3 separate regions of the Mus musculus genome follow, and regions 2 and 3 are each linked to region 1. The links are chromatin contacts, called in public capture Hi-C and promoter capture Hi-C maps. All regions are on one chromosome and are shown on one strand. Each heading gives the region's core, a stretch centred on a gene start, on an enhancer-like site or on the middle of the called end of the contact. The rest is flanking DNA. Distances are from core to core; before and after follow the strand shown.

Region 1 (3,135 bases), core at 341-2,840:
CGAAGGAGCTTACACAAGAACCACAATTACTAGATCATGATATACTTGGAAAGTGTGAAATATGGTGTGTACTCAGTTATTGGCTTCCATTTTTTATGATCTTTCAACTATAACAATTATGATAGAAATCGATTTAACACAATCAGTTATGGGCTTCCATTTTCAAATATCTTTTCAACTGTAATGACTATGACAGGAACTGATTCAACTCTCAATTTTCTTTATGCATCATGGTAAAGCATTGCAGCAGTGTTGTTTTGTTTGAAGTGCACACTCTATGGTACGAGGTGTTTAGTATACCCAAGCAGATAGGTGTCGATCGAACAGGAGCAGGGAGAATACTTCCAACAGTTGAGGTGTTACCAAACCACTTGAGAATTCATGAGCACTTTAACTCTAAACTCTGAATTTCAAAGCTTGATGTGAAGTCCTCTAGAATGTTTACATTTACTAAGGTGTGCTGGGTCCTGTCTCTTTTGACTAATATTTTCGTAAACATTAGGCTGGAGAAAGGAAGGAAGCAGTGGTTTCCTTAGATAACTACAGAATTATACTGGTCTCTGGGATTACTCTCTCAGCTGTATTAAAATGAATTTGTACTTTGAAAGGAATGATATTGACACTAAAATTTTAAACATTTAAATTTTTTCATAATCTTTCATAAAGAAGTTTAATAATAGGTATATTAACTGAATTTCATTAGTTTTTTAAAATAATATTGTTTGTGTATATATACATATTAAAATAAAAACATTTACAACAAATAAAATACTTGAAATTCTTGTTTTGTCGTCCTCTTTATAAATACATAACTATTTGGGTTCTTCTTAATTTCAGTGTTAGGGCTTTTGGCAAATGTGACTGCACTTAAGGAAAACACATTAAAAGATAGACTGTTCATTTTTTTTTTTTTTTCAGGATACTCAAGTACTTTAGCAGTTGGGTGTGTACTAACACTGGTGAACCAGCCCTAGTGAGAAATATGGCGGTGTTGAAGGCCACAAGCCCTCAGAAATACTAAGGAGAAAGTAGTTTACTGACAGGACTCTTGACTTAAGAAGCATGTGACTAGGGCGCTGCCATTCCAGCTAGGACAAAGGCTAAAATGTAGGTTCTTATGTCAAGGATCTGCCATTGCTGTATAAATTAACCATTCTGGTAAGCTCCTAAAAAAGGAAGGTATATGAATTTTAACTGAAGTGCCACGGAGAACCAGGTTGGAAGGAAGCCTGGCGGTCCATGGGAGCAGTGTGCCTGTGGAAATGTAGACCCCAAGGAAGAAAATCAGTTTAGGCTTTCTTGAAAAATTTGTCCACGCATCTTAAAATGCAGTCGTAGTTTAGCCTTAGAAAGAGTATAAACGTATGTGTGTACTTTTTTGACCTGAGCGCCCTCGCAGCCTCTCCAGTACTGCGCATGCGGGTTTCATTGCGAAGCAGCCTGGCTCTGTTAGAGCTGGGGTAGGTGGTGGAGGGGGAGGATGGAGGCGGGGTAGGGGGTTAGGGCGCTCCAAGGACGTGGCCCACGGTGGCCCCTGGCACGTGCCCCACAGCCCCGCGCAACGGCTTTACAACTGTCTAGGTACTCCAGGAGACGCCATGCTGGGCGCCATGCTGCACACACTGCTGCTGCTGCTGCTGGCCGAGCTGGGGGCCTTGCTGGCATCAGGACCCGGTGAGCGCTCCGCAAGGCGGGTTCTCTGAGATTGGGGGCACTTTTCTTGTAGGTCTGTCGTGCACATCATAAAGCTCAAAAAATGGACCCCAAAAGAACACTTCCCAACAGCTTCTGGAAACCACTTAAACTAAAAAAACAAATACCCAGTTTCCACAAGATAACTTTACTAACACGATGTACATGCAATAATAGTTCTTCTAGAAATAGGAAAGAAAAGACATTAAGCCACAAACCCCCAGGCTCAGAGAAAATGCAGCGGTGCGTGGAAGCTGGGAAGGGGCAGAATCTTGCTTAAGTTTTGGAATCAAGTAGGGCTCGGCTACTTGACAGGCAATGATCAAGCTGTTGTGAGTCCAACTGTCCAGCAGGTGCCAGTCCAACGCTTGCCTCTAGCTCTGAGGTCTGCTAATTTGTTGAAGCTGTGGAATGCATCTTTTGAAAGGTGAAGAAGGCATGGTTGGGGCTCTGAGTGTTCTCTTCCTGGTTTATTAGAAGTAAAGAATAAAGAATGTATAGCAACATCTAAAATATCAGCCTCATATCCTTTAGGTGTTAACACGCTTCAAAACTAAGAACCGTTCTTGGGGGGGGGGGGGGAGTAGAAAGTTGGCGTCGCTTTGCATTTTGTGGATCTCCTGAACCTGTGCTTCAATAAAGGACAACTAGGTTGTGTAGCTACTGCTTCCAGTCTTGTGCTGCAGGCTTGAGTAGAAGTGCAAGAAGGAGAACTTTAGAAGCCTTTTCAAGTAGTTGTGAGCTCTCTGCTTACTACACTCACACTGGACAAACGGAAAAAGAATAGTTGCAACGTAGAATTCAAAAACATACCAGCGCCGAAACACACCAGCGCCGGGCGTGGTGGCGCACGACTTTAATCCCAGCACTCGGGAGGCAGAGGCAGGTGGACTTCTGAGTTCCAGGTCTGCCTGGTCTACAAAGTGAGTTCCAGGACAGCCAGGGCTATACAGAGAAACCCTGACTCGAAAAACAAAACAAAACAACAACAAACAAAACAAAACAAAAACACACCAGCAAGCTTTACTATTCTTTATTTTTAATTAAAATATATCACTAATTCTTTTCCATTTCCTCCCTCTAATCTGTCCACCCCAACTCCCTTGCCTTTTTATTTAATATATACTAAATCTCTCTCTCGATATCTATATCTATATCTACATAGATATAGATATGTATATACCAGCAAACTTCATGAAATTCAATTGGATATAAATATTGAATTTTGATTATTTTATGTATGCATATTTTAATATTTTAATCTATTATCTTTAATTTTTAAAACTGTGGGAAATACAAAAAATTGCCAACAGCTTTTAAAAGATTTTTTTAAAAATTTAAACTTTATTTTCCGTATATGGGTATTTTGCCTGCCTACAAGTCTGTGTACCACTTGTGGGCCTGGTGTGCTTAGAGGTCAAAAGAGGGTGAATCAGAGAAGGT
Region 2 (3,135 bases), core at 334-2,833, 2.3 Mb before region 1:
GCAGTTAACTTTCCATTCCCCATACTTCTCATATAAGCTCCAAGTATCCCCTTCCTGCAGAAGAGTGTCTGTCCCTTGCTATTTTGAGATAAACAGTCCTGCCTGCTCCAGTAAGACTGGTCTCTATCTGCCTTCTGTTTTTCTACTTTGCCTCAGACATCTAACACCAACAGCAGATAACAGTTATATGCCAACACCATGTGGCTAGTGGCCTATTGCTGTGAGAAAGACCATGAGCAAAAGGAACTTGGGGAGGAAAGGGGGTTTTGGGGGCACATATCCAGATCACAGTCCATCACTGAAGCTCAAGCAAGGCAGAAACCCGAAGGCAGGAACTGAAGAAAACAAAAAGCTTGCTTGCTTTTAAAGATTAATTTATTTACTTACTTTATGTATATGAGTACACTGTAGCTGTACAGATGGTTGTGAGCCGTCATGTTGTTTTTGGGAATTGAACTCAGTACCTCTGCCCACTCCGGCCCAAAGATTTATTTATTACTATATCTAAGTACACTGTAGCTGTCTTCAGACACCTCAGAAGAGGGCGTCAGATCTCATTATGGATGGTTGGGAGCCACCATGTTTGTTACTGGGATTTGAACTCAGGACCTTCAGAAGAGCAGTCAGTGGCCTTACCCTCGGAGCCACCTCGCCAGCCCCAAAGTTCTGCTTTCTTACACAATCCAGGGCCACTGGCCCAGTAACGGCACCTCCAAAAGTGGGTTGCCCCCTCCCACATCAATCATTATCAAGACAATGCCACACAGCCCTGCTTACAGACCTAATTACGGGCTGGCCTCATGGAGGCCTTTTCTCAAGCATTTTCCTCAACTTGACGAAAAACAGACCAGCATAAAGTCCTATCTTGTGCAGGTAATTACGGTTGTTGGGAGTTTGAGAGCGCAATGACCATGTCACGCCTGTCCTCTCATCTCAACTGTCCCTGTCCCTTCCTCTAGCTCTTACATTCTTTCCCTAACTTCTATGCTGTTCCCCGTTGAGCTTTGGAGTGGATGATACAAATGGTCCATTTAAATCCGAATATTAAAACGGTCACCTGGTCCTAATACATTGACCAATCCCGTCTCTGCAGTCCCTGCTGCCTGCCCTCCCTTCACACCCACCTTAAATGTATATTAAAAACTGTTTCTTGATAAACTCGGCGTTTGCTCCCTAAAAAAAAAAAAAAAAAATGAAAACAAAATGGAAGAAAAAAAAAAGAGAACACTTGCATCAGAGTGTGACTTGAGCTCTTGATTGACGCTGCTGTGTGCCGTAGGGTGTTTGCTTCTGTTGGGGCAGCCCTGTCTAGCTCACTGGCTGACAGCTTTGTCCTGCTTTCTAGAGACTGACTTGTTATTTCAGGTGAATTGCTCGGGAGCTATAGCCAGCAATGAGTTGGGAGGAAGTGCCTGGGAATCCCATGTGTTTGTTTACTCTTCCCTGTTGCTTGCTCTCCCTGGGCACTTTTCCTCCAGGGCCATGGAATGTTCCTGTACGTCCTGAACATTGCTACCCTGGAGACTGGGAGTCCTGAGGTTCTGTTGCTCTGACAACTCACTGCCCCATAGCCTCGTGCATCAGCGCTGCCAAGGTTCTGGAAGAAAGAGGCCTGAAATTATTGGCACCGCACGTGCTCAACTATGACCAGTCTTTCTGTGTTCAGGGATGTACCCACAGCCCAGAAGCTAGAAGGCAGCTTACTAAAGATCTACAGGCAAGATGGCTATCCCAGCAAGTTGTTCCTGGCCTACAAAGGTAGGAGGCAGTCATTTCAGGGTTTAAGATTTTCTACGTTTCAACTGGCTGTACGTGGGCAGTGTCCCTAGTGGAGGGTTGAAGAATAGCTCACGTCTCTGCTGCTGGAAAGGCTTTCGTTTATTAAGGGAACTGCCCAGAGCAGAGAAGATCAGTGAACAACCCGAGTCACCTCATACCTGTCGGGGACTTTTGAGAGGAATCAAGTTTTCTTCCTTCTCACCCAATCCTTTTTTTTTTTTTTTTTTTTTTTTTTTTTTTTTTTAATCTGCTTCTTCATCCCCTCTAGTTCCTCCCAGTTCTCTCCGGTGTTCTTTTGTTTTGTTTACAGTCCCATGTAAATTAGACTAGCCTTGAACTCACAAAATAGCTGCAAATGATCTTGGGCAGATTCTGGTCCTGCCTCCACCTCCCGAGGACTGGAGGCACCACCTTGCTTCTCTCTCCTCCCTTCATAGGTTTCTGTTTGTGTGTTTGTTTTGTTCTGTTTGCGTTTTTTTTAATTGTATGTATGTGTATGAGAGAAAGAGAGAAAGAGAGTATACATGTGTACATTCATGCAAGTGTTTGAGACGGTAGCCAGGAGGCATTGATTTCTCTCCAGAGCTGGATTTACACGTGGTTTTAAGCTGCCTGACAAAAATGCTGAGAACTGAATGAGTTCTCTCCAAGAGCAGTTTGTGCTCTTAACCACTGGACCAACACACACACACACACACACACACACCCTGGCTTGCATAATTCCCTATCAAATAAACCAGGCATGGCACATGCCTGAGCTCTCAGCCCTGAGAGGTGGATGATCAGATGGTCAAGGGCACTCTCAGCTACATAGAAAGTTCAAGGCCAGCCAAGGGGTGCTTGATACTAGAGGGCAAGAAAAGGTGACAAAGAAGAGACATGCAGAGAGAGACAGAGACAGACAGAGACCTTCATATATAGAAATCAGGCCTTGACATCATGAAATGCCTAATTCATTTTGTATGTAAATCTTAACCTTTAAAACTCAAATGAAACAGTTTCAGCTGGCTTTGTTGTTGTCTGTTTTGTTTGTGGGGTTTTTTTGTTTTTGTTTTTTGTTTTTGTTTGTTTTGTTTTGGTTTTGGCTTTGAGAGGTTATCTTGCTTACATCTCTGGATCACCTGAAACTCACTCTGCACCAGGCTTGCCTAAAACTGATCCTCCTGCCTCCACCTCACCCCCACCCAGTGCAGGGGTGACAAATATGGGCCTTGACTTAGCTGTGGGTTTTGTTGGTGGTTGTGTTAGTTTTGTTTTGAAACACAGTCACTAACAGCTCCCTGTCTTCTGTAAAGAATGAATCAACAAAGAGGGGAGGGGAGGGGGAAAAAAAAAAGTAAACTTTCACGGGCTGCT
Region 3 (3,135 bases), core at 398-2,897, 2.1 Mb before region 1:
TATATATATACACACACTTATATATACATGCACATAACACACATGCACTTGTACATACATGCATATAACACATATTCACACATACTTGTACATACATAAATGTAACACACACACAAATTTTTTATCAAGGATACAGTAACAGTGGCATAAGGTCTGCTTAGCATTTGTGAGGTTCTGAGTTGTATCCTTAGCACCAAAAAAACCCATACAAACAAAGTAAAACAAAACCCAGCAGCATCCTTCATGAAGGGAAGGCAACATCCTGTTTAGCAGGGAGGTCACTTCTGGCTTCTGATACACGAAGGTAAATAGTTTAGAAACTCATTTTGGTCCTGATGTAATTATTAATAACGCTTCCACTCACCCTGGAAGAGGCTCAATTGAGATAAAGACATACACTGCCTTGTTCAGTCTATGAATCAACCAACAGTCAGCAGAGTTGACAACGAGACACCCACAACTCAGTGTTCAGGATTAGATTCACGCAAAGTCTCCTCACATCCATTACATAAAATGAAGGGTTTCCCTGCTTTCCTTACGTCTACCCCACCGTTTCTGAGACTGTCACAGAACCACAGTGCTCTCAAGGACTTGGAGACGTCACATCAATTACCACACGGTCTCCTGCTGCCTCCTTCTGAGGGACTGACTGTGTCTAATTCCTAGTGTGATGATGAACTAACTGGAGGCTTCCAGAGACAAATCGGTCAAGCAGGCCTAACTCCCGAGGCGGGCTGCATTAGGGAAATCCCGAGAACTCCGGTACCAGGAAGGTGGTAGGAACTCCCAAGGCTCTCTTAATTTCCTTCCCCTGTGAGGAACCCTAGCTAGGGCTAGAGTAGTTAACTGGACATGCCCAGACATCAGGTAAGAGAAGACTATGTTAATTCAGCCTTCGGTTTTCAGGCATCATTTTGAAATCTCAGACCATGAACACTAGATCAGAAAGGAAAGGTGTTTGATTTTTTTTTTTTTTCTGTCTCACTTCACATAACGTAGCTTAATTTGCATGGAGAAAAGCAGATACTGGCACCGGTCTAGAAGTCCAATGGGGGACATAACAACCATACGAAAATAACAAACGCTTGTGACAGGGCACCTGACAGCTCCCGCCCGCTCTGTGTGTGTCAAGTTCACGCGCAGCTAGACCACGGCTCGCGGCCGCCGCAACGCACGTGATCGCGGGTGGACACGGCCCTCCCAGGGCTCTAGTACCGTGGTGACGAATGGCGTGGTGGTACCGAGGGCAATGACGAATGGCGAGACGCCTGGATACGAGTCACTTGCCCTAAATGAACACCTTTCTCCAACCAAGCCAACCTCCCGGCAAGTCCCGATCCTCAAGGCCAGACCGACCGCCATGGAAACCCAGCGATCCCCTCTGCAGCCCCCGCCCCTCCGGGAGCCCCTTCTGCGTCACCGTGACACCTCGTCCCACGTAGGTGTCCCCCTTCCAGCCCTCCCCAGTGCCCTTCCGCCGGTCCTCACCCGCGGCCGCCGCGCCACACTCTGCTGGACTCGCTCGTTCACGGCCCGCAGCGCGAACCCGACTCCCAGCTCCGCCGTCATGCTGCCACCTCTCAACATTCCCAAGAGGATGCCCGGAGGACCCGCGACTCACCGAGCCCACCTTCCGGTCCCGCCCCCTTCCTGAGAGGTCCAATCGCCGCTCACCATCCAGCCACTTCCCCAGCGGAGGTTGGCCACCCAGGCGGGCGCCATCTTGGGGAAGGCGGAGGTTACCCGGACTGAAAGCCTCCTAGGGAGTTCAAGGGCTGGGCGGGCCGGTATAAACCAAGACATTAAAGTAACTTTCATTCATCCGTTCCGTTCCTTTCCTTTTTCCTTTCTTCTTTTCCTTTCCCTTCCCTCCCCTCTCCTTCCCATTTTTAAATTTCTTTCGAGACAGGGCTTCTCTGTGTCCTGGCTGTCCTGGAACTCATTCTCTAGATCAGGGTGGCCTTGAAATCCCAAGTGCTGGGTCTAAAGGCGTGTGCCACCACTGCCCAGCTATTATTTCTTTTTTAAAATATTTATTTTATGTGCGTTGATTTGTTTTGTCCTCATGTATGTATGTGCATGCACCGTCGTATCTGTGGTGCCATGGCCAGGAGAGTTTTGGATCTCGACCTGATGGTTGTGAGCCATCATGTGTGCTGGGGACAGAATTCTGGTCCTTTGCAAGAGCAACAGGTGCACTTGACTACTGATCCATCTCTCCAGCCCCCTTTTAATTTAAATATTTTTATTTATATTTTTGTTGTGTGGGTGTTTCCCCTGAACGTTAAGTCTGTGAACTGCCACAGAGGTCAGAGGAGGGCATAGAACTCTCTGGAACTGATGAGTGGATAGATGGGTGCTGGGTTCTGAACCTCTATAAGAGCAGTAAGTGCTCTCTCTCCATTCCCAGACTTTAGGAGTAATGATATTGAAGGTAAATGCCTCTTCATATACTGCTGTCACCACAGTGAAAAAAACCCCAAAACCTGAAAGGGCCCAGAAGGCTGTTACAGAGTGAGCCTAATGAGAAGCTGGCTGTGGAGCTGCAGTTGGGAAGTACTAGTCAGGAATAAGTGGGTCAAGTTTAAAGGGTTCGTGAAGGCTGGGATGGACGTGAAGTCAAAGAGATGCTCTGCTTCAAAAAATTGAAGGTGATAAGACAGGTCAGGGGTCAGAGGCGCTTGCTGTCCAAAGTCATATGGTGGAAGGAGAAAGCAGACTCCTGCAGATCTCCACATGAATGCCAGGGTGTCTGAGCATGTGCGCATGCACAAGGATGTATACATACATATGTACACAGATGTAAAAATGAGACCTATAAATACTACAGATTTAGGGTGGGGCCTCTATCTATCTATCTATCTATCTATCTATCTATCTATCTATCTATCTACCTACCTACCTACCTACCTACCTACCTACCTATCTGCACATATACATAAACACACACAGAACCTACTACTACTGTTTTGCTAAATGGACATGGCAGCAAACTGTCTTCAGAATATTTATATCCACAGGTTAGTGCTGACCTCAGCCTTGGATAAAGAAGCTGTTTGTGTTACAATGGATAATGATTAACAGAGTCACAACTGGTCAAAGTGCTCAAAATAAATGACTATTGAACCCTATCAG

Evidence for each region. Promoter capture Hi-C pulls out the DNA fragments that hold promoters and counts their contacts. Capture Hi-C pulls out chosen DNA fragments and counts their contacts.
Region 2: a contact with region 1 is called in a promoter capture Hi-C map of liver, with 2.3 times the contacts expected there. The contact joins the promoter of Got1l1 here to the promoter of Adam32 in region 1. A contact is called at or near these places in 2 of 39 promoter capture datasets (liver and pre-B cells).
Region 3: a contact with region 1 is called in a capture Hi-C map of macrophages, with 8 times the contacts expected there. The contact joins the promoter of Plpbp here to the promoter of Adam32 in region 1. A contact is called at or near these places in 2 of 39 promoter capture datasets (liver and stem cell-derived epiblast-like cells) and 1 of 9 other capture datasets (macrophages).

Annotation. Positions count from the first base shown.
Region 1 is chr8:24,947,259-24,950,393 of GRCm38.p6, reverse strand. It overlaps Adam32 (a disintegrin and metallopeptidase domain 32), which reads left to right and starts at 1,590. Exons shown (of 22, transcript NM_153397.2): 1 at 1,590-1,674. The coding sequence starts at 1,599. It overlaps Adam9 (a disintegrin and metallopeptidase domain 9 (meltrin gamma)), which reads left to right. Exons shown (of 22, transcript NM_001270996.1): 22 at 1-783.
Region 2 is chr8:27,200,995-27,204,129 of GRCm38.p6, reverse strand. Got1l1 (glutamic-oxaloacetic transaminase 1-like 1) reads left to right here and starts at 1,583. Exons shown (of 9, transcript NM_029674.1): 1 at 1,583-1,758. The coding sequence starts at 1,644.
Region 3 is chr8:27,041,067-27,044,201 of GRCm38.p6, reverse strand. It overlaps Plpbp (pyridoxal phosphate binding protein), which reads right to left and starts at 1,647. Exons shown (of 8, transcript NM_054057.4): 1 at 1,489-1,647. The coding sequence starts at 1,587.